Linked DNA regions of Zea mays: region 2 is linked to region 1. A link is a contact called in public Hi-C data. All regions are on one chromosome and are shown on one strand. Each heading gives the region's core, a stretch centred on a gene start, on an enhancer-like site or on the middle of the called end of the contact. The rest is flanking DNA. Distances are from core to core; before and after follow the strand shown.

What was found. Hi-C and Micro-C count contacts between places; a contact is called where the count stands out from the background.
Region 2: a Hi-C map of leaf mesophyll shows a contact between it and region 1, with 2.7 times the contacts expected there. The contact joins the promoter of LOC100274930 here to the promoter of LOC100276913 in region 1. A contact is called at or near these places in 7 of 25 Hi-C or Micro-C datasets (ear, leaf, leaf mesophyll and 3 more).

What each region holds. Positions count from the first base shown.
Region 1 is chr5:172,971,703-172,977,485 of Zm-B73-REFERENCE-NAM-5.0, forward strand. LOC100276913 reads left to right here and starts at 3,328. Exons shown (of 2, transcript NM_001165426.1): 1 at 3,328-3,569; 2 at 3,664-4,306. The coding sequence starts at 3,395. The coding sequence ends at 4,166. It overlaps LOC100286145 (integrin beta-1-binding protein 2), which reads right to left. Exons shown (of 6, transcript NM_001159033.2): 4 at 5,414-5,565; 5 at 5,000-5,220; 6 at 4,183-4,893. The coding sequence ends at 4,801.
Region 2 is chr5:173,134,807-173,140,589 of Zm-B73-REFERENCE-NAM-5.0, forward strand. It overlaps LOC100274930, which reads left to right and starts at 3,056. Exons shown (of 3, transcript NM_001365191.1): 1 at 3,056-3,173; 2 at 3,809-3,981; 3 at 4,304-4,732. The coding sequence starts at 3,829. The coding sequence ends at 4,471.

The sequences.
Region 1 (5,783 bases), core at 2,078-4,577:
TGCCATTTCACCATATATGAGTTCAAATCATGGCTTCAAGTCACCTTACTGATGCATCAACATGTTGTAACTCTTCATAGCTGATTAGTTCATCGACTTAGTGCAAGTACTCTCTTCTTCACCTTAGCCATGGTACCTCGGTCTACAAGCCGTTGCTTGGCCTTCACCTTCGCTTAGTTCCTCGAAGCCCTTTCCTTGCTATCTTCACCCTGTCAAGCCATTCTTGAGTCACATCCTATTGAGCATCCATTGAGAGAATCATTTCTTCAATATTGTGAACCTTGCTTGAATGTCATCTAGATATAACTGCTAAGATCAATCAAGCTCTAGTTTGATTCTCATATATTCATATATGGACTAATAGTAATATGGTCAAGCCAATTCACGGTTCCTCATATCTTATTCACTTTGGCTTGACCAATCCTCTTAATCACTTCAACCTCTATTATGATCATATTTATGCATAGTGATTTCTCAGGTCTTGTCTATATATTCAAACCAATATAGAGATCATATTATATCCATTTGCATTGTCTCATTGGTTATTTAACCTTGTGTTGAACCTTTGTTCACTGTCATTATACACTATTCAAGTATGTTCATCATACTGAATTTCCTGTTCAACACTTAGCAAACTTGTTAGTCCTTTAAATGTGTTGTCATCCAAATCACCAAAACTCACAAAAGGGATGAATGCACTTTCAAGTTGCTACAGTAAAATATAATGCAATAGACGGTAGAGCTTGCCTCTGAGTTTTCCATGTTGAAGGGGCGATCGAGGAAACATTGGAGATACATCAACTGTGACCGTGTATCCACCTACGACCGACTGATGCAAGACTACATCAAATGACTCGTGTGTCTACCCACCACTCTACTTTCATTGAATGTACCACATGTGAAGGAGACACTTCCCTCACACCTTAGAGAGGCTAGGTGACCACTCCCCCTACTTCACTCTTCGAACCGATACACTCAACCGCAGCGGTTCCTTCTCCACCAGAAGTTCACAGCTGTCCTACGCATGTTTGCGTACGGTAGTGTTACTGACTCCATCGATGAGTACATCAAAATAGGAAACAGTTCCTTATTAGAGTGTCTCGAGCTATTGTGTAGAGGTGTTATTGCATGTTGTAGGGCGGAGTACATGCGTCATCCCACTGCTGATGACCATATGCATCAATTAGCTAAGGGGTAGGGAAGGGATTTTCTAGTACTATAGGGAGTATAGCTTGCATGCATTAGAAGTGGATGAACTATCCTATTGGATGGAGAGGACAATTCATAAGAGGGGACATTAGATCTCCGACAATCATGCTCGAGACGGTTGCCTCACATGACTTGTGGATCTGGCATGCTTTTTTAGGGTGACGACATTGAATGATAATGTGAATGTGCTCAACCTGACATGCTTAAGGATGAAGCACAAAATGTGAACTTCACGGTGAATGACCATGAGTACAACCAAGGGTACTACATTGTCGATAACATATACCCTCTGTGTTTGGTGTTCATGAAGACGATTCCACTCCCATAGACTCCAAAGTAGTGAGTGTTCATTGTGTGCCAGGAGAGCAAATGGAAGAACATGTACATGGTATTTGTGGTGCTTAAGGCTCGATTTCATATTCTCACAACCTTAGGTCGTTCTTTCTTTCAGTAGGTACTCGGTGTGATCATGTGTGCATATATCATTATGCATACTAATGATCATTGAGGATGAGCGTGGAGGACCATACGAAGTGGACGAGTACAAGATACTCGAGTTCTTGGTTGCAGCACCAATACAATCATCACCCCTATTAGGACCTGACAAGCGGGCCCAAACACTTGGGAGTTGCTGGGATAAGCAACACACAACAAAACGGTTAGCCTGGAAGCTGAAATGTCTTGTCAAGTGTATCCGTGTCGGGATCCGGACGGGAGTATTTATAGGGTAATCAGGGGGACACAAGCCTAAATATGATCGTATCACTAGTTACCTACTATATTCTTAGAATATGTCGTGCAATAGGGTAATTACAGTACAATATTGGCTCGTGCCTAATTACACCAAATCGTTTACCCGCTAGGGGATCTGGACAAAGGGCCTTGGGGTCTAGCAGGTGGACCCACTCTAAAAAATAGCAGGTGAGAATATGAAATCGAGCCTTAAGCACCACAAATACCATGTACATGTTCTTCCATTTGCTCTCCTGGCACACAATGAGCAAGGCCCACACATGTACATGGTATTTGTGGTGCTTAAGGCTCGATTTCATATTCTCACCTGCTATTTGTGGGCCTTGCTCCCGTCCACTGCCTCGAGGCCTCCGACCCGGGGATAAAAGTCCTAGTACCTTCAGCTTCCTAGCACCTTCGCCGCAACCAGCCTCGAGGTCCAGTGCCTTTGCGTGCTCTTGTGGGATCAACTCGTTCGGAGGGTAAGCTGGCGGTGGATCGAACGCGTCAGCCCTCCAGGTAGACTTCGAGTCGAAGAGCCCCCGCAGTGGCCAGCCTTCGCTCCGACGACGTCAATCGGAGGAGAGTGTGAGGGCTCTCATGCACCGTAGTCTGCACCGGCTGTGCGGGATGGCCAAAGCCTTATTTATGTTTGGGTCCCACATTCACAGACAAGTTAGCCTAGCTCCAGACGTGGTCGCACGAAGGGTTAATCGAGGTCTGGTTCGACCTTCGTCCCAACAACCCTCAAGAGTACCGACGGGCCGGCTTTGCAACCATCCTTGAGGAGATGCCACATCCCATACAAACTCGATGCATGGTTAGTTCGTATACTAGTACTCTCTTCAAATCTTAATCAACCCTTGAGTAGAAAGTTTAATGTCGACGTTTGATGACCCTAAATGTTCCCAAAAAATAATTTTAACTGTATTAATATCGGCGCACTGCCTTAGTCCCAATGTGGTACTAAAACCATCTCCCACGCTGCTGCGGCCCCACCGTGCCGTGCCTCGTCTCGTCCAAATACGGCTAGCTGTGTTTACTCTACGGCACGGCCTACGGGTGTCGGGTGCGTTGCCTTGCCTCAATGGCTGACGGGTGGTGCTACCAGGAGCCTGGCGAGCGGCGGCGTTGTCTTCCGCCCTCTTTTGTTGTTGGGAGGTTGGAGCAGGTGGCTATCTGTGTCGTTGGTATGATGAGTTGCAGTTGAGCGCAGGTGCCCGGGTAGAGGCTGACAAGTTGGTTGGCCAGTGGCTACGCTACATGATGATCGGCCGCCGTGCCCTCAATACAGCCACTCCGATCCCCCGCCGATGTGATCTCCTCTCCTCGGACTACAAGTACCCGCGACAGCGTTGAGTGCGTATACTAGCCGCGTACACATAACACATCTGGTAAGCGAGCACCGAGCAGCAGGCGGTCTCAACGGTCGACGCGCCAGCTTTCCTTGTCCATGCAGATCACTCGTCGTACGTTCCCTATGCTGGCTCCTCCTCGGCTCCCCCTCGCCGGGGCGCTCCTGCTGCTCCTCGCCGTCGCGCTCGGCGCGGTGCCGTGCGAGAGCGCCGCGCTCCGCCTCCGCGGCTCCGTCGCCTGCCTCGACTGCGCCGAGGGACACGATCTCTCCGGTACGTACGGTACACTGGTGGTCTCACTCTCAGTCTCACCTCACTTCTTGTCCCTCACTTCTCGATCGTGCCTTTTGTTTGTGCTTGGTGACAGGTGTGGTCGTGGCGGTGAAATGCGCCGGCGACGGCGACGGCAGCGCGGGCCTCCACGCAGCGCAGACCGACGGGCGCGGCAACTTCGACGTGGCCGTGCCAGCAGAAGCGTCAGCCTCGGGCGCGCCGTGCGCGGCCAGGGTCCTCGGCGCCACGGAGCAGCTCTGCGCGCCGTGGGGACTCACGGTCGCGCGCGTCGTCCCGGCCCGGGGGCCTGGCTCCGCCTCCTACCCCGCCTCCTATGTTCTGGGCTCCCGCCTCGCCTTCTTCACGAGGTGCGCTGCGGCTAGCGGCGGCTCCGCTGTCGCTGCGACCATGGCCGACCGTGAACACCAGGGTGGTAACGCCCCGATGGAGCCAGCGCTAAGGCCGACGCCACCGGCGGCACGGACGCCGGCGTGGACTCCACCGTCCCGTGGAGGCAACAGGCCGCCCTTCAGTTTTGGAGGACTGCCTCCCTTCTTCTTCTTCTTCCCGTTCATCCCGATCATCGGCATCCCTTGAACCTGAACGCTGCCGTGTCCAAAGCACTACCAGTACTACTTACATTTGAATCCCATGTCCATGTATCCATGACATAATGATAATGCTAGTGTATGCACGCCAAAACAGCATCCAATAAATCAAGAGATTGTGCTTTTCTCTTTCCAAGAGTGCAGCTAAGTTTTCATTATATTGTAGATTGGCAACAACTTTCTGGTCTGGGGAGTGAGGAGCGGTAGAACAAACTAGTGATGCATGGTCCAGGCTTTTGCCTGCTCAAACCGAGCAAACCAGTACACGGACAGGACTTCTCCAGCAGCCATGGAACACACACAAGAAACACGGCACCTCTACCGCTCCACAGCATGCGCTAACTTCTCTGGCTTAGACATGGTTAAAATATTGGCATCCTTCGGCTTCAAACAGACAAAACCCCAATTTGAATCCAGACACCAAATGTGGTCCAGAGTACAAGGAGAATCACGTAAGATTTCCAGACAGCTACCGTGCGCAAAGCTTAGGCAGCCCGCAGCCCGGAGCCCATCCTCAAAGCTCTTGTCACACTTCCAAATGAAATCCTCAATAAACTGCAGAAATGGTGTTTACATGGCAGGTGACGATACAACATGAAAACAGCCTTAAGCATGGCGTGAATTCACACCGCATCAGCATTATGCCAACCCTTTGTGCATGTAGGTATCTCCATAAACTCGTCAAACTCCTTGACATGAACATCACAGCATTTCCACTGCAAGAACAGAACAGATATGGGGTTTAGGGATGGCGAGAATAGCTGTTTACAGAGGCAGAAATCAACATATAGCTTCAAATAAATCCTTCAAATATATACATACCCCTCTCATCCTGTCATGGAAAACGGCAGGACCTGGATGGTAGTCACATGCAGAATCATGGTTATCCTTCTCCTTGTAGGATTTACCACATCCTTTATTTTTACATGTCCTCAGCTCATTTACATCGATCCTTTTCTTGGGCGGTGGAACAGCTGATTTCTCAACAGGTTCCTTGTTTGTATCGTCGGTAGCAGCTGGCTTTTGTGGCTTGGGCTGTGATCCTGAAAACATAGCACCAGAGCAAGCTCCATTTAACAGATTTTTAATAGGCAGCTAATAAAGATATTTTACCAAATTACCATAAAGGACCATACGTGTGGCCAAACATATGTGCAGGGTGGTAAATTGTGTAACACTTATAAATAGGAATCAATCAGTTTAACTAAAACAAGATTACTGCGAATACAAACTCACCATGATCGGAGCAAAAGAAACCTTGACGACACCTTGCACACACATCAACTCCCACACCCTGCTTAGAGGACTGGATCGGTGTTGCCTTTGTACGGTTAGATGAAACAGCTTTTGTGATTGGTTTTTCGGTTGTATGCTTTCCTGTTGTGCATCTACACCAAAATAGAGCATGCAATCAATTACTGCTCGCTCTGCTGACGTAAGTGTTGGAATTAGGGTTACGAAGGTAGTACGAGTGATAGGTTTGAAGTCTAGGACCAGTACCCCGGCGTTTGGGCGCCGTCCTCCTAGGGTTATGCTGGTGGTAGGGAAGGATAATTTGTGGAAGTGAGGGTGGTGGTGATGGCGCCTGCAGCAGGGTGATGGTGTG
Region 2 (5,783 bases), core at 1,806-4,305, 160 kb after region 1:
CACTTTGATTTATTGTAAGAACTATATGGACGTCTCAGACGTATGATGTAATCGACTATTTCCCTTATTAATACTATTTTGAGCACTGTGTGATGATGTCCATATTATGTAACTGCTGTGTATGTGAATAACTGATCCTGGCACGTACATGGTTCGCATTCGGTTTGCCTTCTAAAACCGGGTGTGACAGGTAGTAGGTACTCGACTATAGATGGCTAATAGTCCGTGTCCGACGGGCCAGTCCGAGGTATGACCTTTTTAATATTGTCGTGGCTCGGCCCGACAAGATTTAAAGTGGACCTGTGCCCGTCCGATTCGAAAATCGTGTCGTGACTGAGCCGCTTTCTCGGCCTACAGTGGTTTAAAATTTTAAAATTATTAGTACACATGTTTACGATGTCGATCCGGTACAAGACGCACTGGTTAGCAGCTTATGGCTTGTACTCACCAAACTGGATAACAAATTTTGCACGAGAATTTTTTTGGACGTGCTTCGCATTTCGGCCGCGCAGGAGGCCGGGCAGATGCATGGACGCATAATAATACTCATGCTTACATATAGTAGAGACTTAATGCGGATATATAGCCATATGTAGACGGTCCTATAGACCTTTCAAAGTCTAATTAATTAGTTTGGGCATGTGTTGTCGATTAAAGGATTGAATAGGTGACCACAGGGAGGTTAATGAGATCCAATAAAAAATTAGACTAATGCAATCTTGGCTTTGTTCGTAATTGTTGGTTGTGAACATGTAATTAAAACACCAAAAGTACTCCAAAAGATTCAAATCTAAAACACCTCAACCGAATGAACCGATAGATGTCTCGATGTCTTGAAAAAGTTCCTAAGAAGGTTATCAAACCATTGGAATAAAGGGAACTCAATTTGAACACTGGAATGTCTGAAAAAGAACCAAACATGAATCTCACTATGCAGAGTGGCATTGCCGCTCCTCTGGCCAGGGCACGACAATGCTAGACACCCTATGCGACAATGTCGCTTGAGTAAAAATATTTAGAAAGAGATGAAACATTGCAGTCAGTGAGATAGGGAGGAGGTTAAATGGTTATATAAGTATGCATTTCAAAATATTAAAACTTGAGAATTAGATCATAAAACTCAAACTCAATTTGGTGCTTTCTCAAAAGTACGAATCAGTTAGAGACTTGGTCCACGAATTGAATTAACCTACGCTAGAGGTGACAATGATTCGAGTGGTGTTCCTCAAATCTCGAACCAGCCAAATATCCCTCTAAACTCAAAATCAAGATTTGGCTCAAAAGATCATCAAATAGAGTTTACGAAGAGAGAAAACGAATAAAAAGCAGAGCAACCAAATTCGAATCAGAGATATAAACATGGAGTCCATGGTGTGGTTAAGTCCACACTTCCCAAATCAAGAGTTCATAGAAGCAACAAGCAAAAGCTCCAAGGTATCTCCTAACAAATATGAAAATAGAGAATGAAAAACATAAGCTAGAGAGATAGCTGGTTGGTGTAGCCCTTCCTCCTTATTTATAGAGGGTTTTCATATTCCTAAACTACCCATAGATCCATATAGCTTATCCACTTAACTAGAAGCAAAATGGACCAACTCTTGATATTATGATTTGATAGCCAAATTCCCTTAACGAAGTTGTTTCACCTTGATACACCTTTCCTGATGGCTCCTTGTGCTGCCTTCGCTTCCCTCCATATGAAATTTATAAAATATGATCCATATATCTAGTATTTGTAAGCACCTAGTGATAGAGATAATTAAAGATCATGCACTTATGCCGAAGCCAATCTTGTTGGATTGTTGAGGTTGGTAGAGGATCAATGATCATTTGGCTTGCCTCAAAGTGCATGTAAGTAAATGGCACATCACTAAACCACATAGATATATATTGTCTTCTTTTTGTGGTATTGATTGTTACTCTACTCTTACATTATTTGTGCTATTCAGCAGAACTTGTCATCCTAGAGAACAAACCTAGCTAGTTTATCAATTCTAGTGACATAGCTTAGTTGATCTCTTAAGCAGTAGGACCATGTAAGTCTTGATCACCTTATTCTTAAAAGCTACAGATACTGGTAGTGAATATTATGATATTCTTTTATGCTAACTATTTGTCTAATGTGTATTTGCTAGAAAATTTTAAATAAATGGTCACCCTTATTTAGCCATCCAAAAATTTGTACACCCTAACGCGGAAGTATGGAAGCAAGAAGATGAGGACAAGGATGACGATAGTGGCACACATTTCATTATAGTTATGATAGAGATACACTCACTCTGTCACTCAGGCACACAATCTCTAGGGGGCTCAACGGAGAAGAGAGACAAAGGTGACTATAGAGTAAGAAGAGTGAGGGAGGAGGTTCAACTGATTTATTGAGTCCTATATATCTGACATGGAGAGCTAAGGTTAAATATATTTGGGTTCAATGAGAATTTTATAATTTAGGTATTCAATGAGAATTTTATAAGTTTATTAAAAACCAAAATAACACAACGACAAGTTTAAACACCTATCTTACAAACAAAACTCATCTAATCATATATCGTAGAAATTTGACAGTTCAGCTGAGATTTTTCATTGTTCACCTTGCTGACTTGGGAATGGAATTGTAAGAAAACCCGCTGTAAATTTGAGTGCTAGTTGGAAACTCAAATTCTCTCTGAAATTCGATGGGCTTGGGGAACATATTAGTTATTTTCCCCACCATGGCTTCTTTGGAGCAAGGGGATTGAGAATGTTAAAATCTCTAACTATTTATCAATCCTATGCTCTCAAACAAACCCTTATTTTCCTCCTATTTTTGAGGGGTTTAAAATTTCAAACTAAGCGGATTAGGGGGGAAATCCGAAAGGACAAGGCACCTAACGAAGCACACCTTCCATCTCCAACCGTCGAAGGCCCCATAATCAGACGGCGGACAGGCGGAGTCGCGGAAACCACAACCGCACGATTCGTACAACGTCCAAACCGAGTGGGTCCCCGCCCGCTGCCGTGCTTCTCCCCATTTTCCGCAGTTTCTTCAGGTTTTCTCTTTCCTCTCCTCGCTTATCTTCCTCCCAAGCAACCGCTTCTCGCCGGGCGCCGGCGGCAGCTGCCACGTGCCGCCACCGTCTCATCGCCTCGCCGTACTAGCCCCGCGGCTTCGTCAGCCGATGAGCCGCTGCCCTGTGAGCTATCCTCTCCTGGTCGGCCGCTCCCCCCTCCTCTCTTCTCGTCTTTTTCCGTGACCCGCCCGTTCATTCGCTTCGTGCGTGCGTGGCGCAAGTCGGTCCCTGTGCGGTGATCGTTGTGTTGCCAACGGAACCAAATTTAGTAGAGTGCCCCCCTTGTGCGATAGCGTCTGCTAATTGCTCCTGTTGGCGCGCCTCGACATGTTGGCGTTGGCCCCCAAAGTTCACTCGAGTTTATTTTTTAAAATAAATAAATAAATAGGGGATCCCTACCATATTGGTCGATTTTGTTTCGAGCGCCCGCGTGTCTGAGAATTGGATTTGCCCGCGAATCTTGGTAATTGCTGTAACAGTTATTGTCATGAGTCTCATGAGTCATGGACCATACACTTCCACTTCAGTAGTTCAGTTGCCTGTGATGGGGAAATATCAAGTACTGATTGGAATAGCATCGAAGGGGCTAATCTTGTTCTTGTATGTAGCGCATTGAAACAAGTACTAAAAGAAAGGTCGTGATTTGGTTTGCGTACCTTTTATTCACTTCCCTATATTATTTTTAAAAGCACTTCGTGATTTTCAGATGAATAGCAATGTCTGCATATTAGTGCGTTCATTGATGAATTTGTTTCTAGGTTTCCTCTCATACAATATAATGGTGTCAAAGCCTGTAGTGCTTGTCTTCCTGTTGGTGGTACTCATAATCACATCCCAGTTTGAATGGAAGCAACAGCTTGTAAACGAGTTGGAATCTACGGCTCGCAACCAGAAACATGTTTCAAGTAGAGAAGAGCTTGTCAAGGATCAGGTGAGGCGACTCACTTTGTGTATCTGAATGCTTTAAGCGATTTTTTTTAGTTTTAGATAGTGGCAAAATTTGAGATGAAAAGGAGCTTGAATAGCAGGGCTCTAATAACATGCAAATTATTGCTTCCAAGACCTTATTTTCATGGTAAGTGTAAGCGTTGAGATGTGTTCAGTAACCTCATATTAGATATAGTCTTATGTTGTTGTCCCAGCACATTGCAATTTGGTTAGAAAGAAAATTATTGTGTCGTACTAGAGGACTGGAAGAGATCTTTTTTTGGCAGCAGTATTCAAATTTGGCTATAACCTTATACTTGTTTCAGATAATCTTCACTCAAGAAAAGATGATTCAAAGATTGAATAATTTTGTCCGAAATCTTCAGCAACAGTTGGTGCAGTGTCGTGGCAACAACAGGACAGTTAATCGTTCTGGAACTTCTTTGACATCTTATATTAGTGAGATCCAGATGCCGCAGATGATGGATGACTGACAATGTCGCGCGGCATGAACTATACGGATAAAAAGATAGGATATTCACAGAGTCATGTGGACAGCGAAGTTCTCCCAGTAAAAGCAGTCATAATGTAGTATTAGCCTGGACAGAACAATATTCGATCAGTTCCAGAGAGAAAGGAACGCTGATCCTTTGAAAACCCGTGTAATTTTATTTCCCTTTTCCTCTTTTTCCCCCCTAAGAGAACTGAAAATTCTTTGTTTTATGATAGGCATCTATATATACTTATTATCCTCTACAGATATTGTGATATGAAGGTGTTTTAGAAGTGTAAATTGCTCTTTAATGCGTGCTCTGGCACAATAGCACTGAAACCTCTTCAGTGAGGAGAGGACTCTGCCTTTACATATTACAGTCTCCGTTTCTCCCCATTTCGCAGCATGCTGCAACTTTTTTAAAACGTCATAACGATTTTAATGCCAACAGATTTTTGACTGTAAGATTCTCACATTTACACAGATTTAATCTCTTTCTCAGCATTTCAAATGCTTTAATATCATCAGATTTTCTAGCTTATGCTATTTCCTCATAAAATTCTTATTGTAAGGTCTAGTTTGGCAACGGCAAGAGATTTATATTTTCCGAAAAATAGTATTTTTTAGAAAATGAAAATCCATTATAGAAATAGAGTTGTCAAACTAGTCCTAAGAGTATTTCTTGACGTGGAGGTCAAGAGTCAGGACTAATAAGAATCTGGCACCAGTCTTCTTGGAAATGAACAATTGGTTATGATAACAAAAGCACTAATAAGAATAGAGCATTTCAAAGTAGAGCTAAGATGTTTGAAGATTACAAACCAAACACACATTAATATCGTAGGTCCTAACAGTGCCAACATAAATGTTCAAAGCGGAGCTGAGATGTTTTAGATTTAACAAGTAAAACACATTAGTGACACGTAATAGTATAGCTAATATAAATGTTCAAAGGTAGAATTTGCGTAAAACGTTTGCAATTCCATGACAGTGGACTCATAAAATAATTTACAAATGGCAATTGATAATACATGTTGTATTTGTACATGTATGTTTTTAAAATTAAACGGTGTATAGTTCCATAGATCACTGAAGTATAGTTACACCAGGCAGCGAGATAGCATCAATCAGGATATAAGATCAAACCAAGAATAAACATAGCTCCATACGTTGAGCGGTGATCATGGTCTTGATAATTTTCATGCTCTTAGATCACCCAGCGACTGTCACTCATAGATTTGAAGCTTAGTGTCTAGAGATCAACTAGAGATCTATTGGCATTTCAATCTACAATCCATAGCCGTTTGTATGAG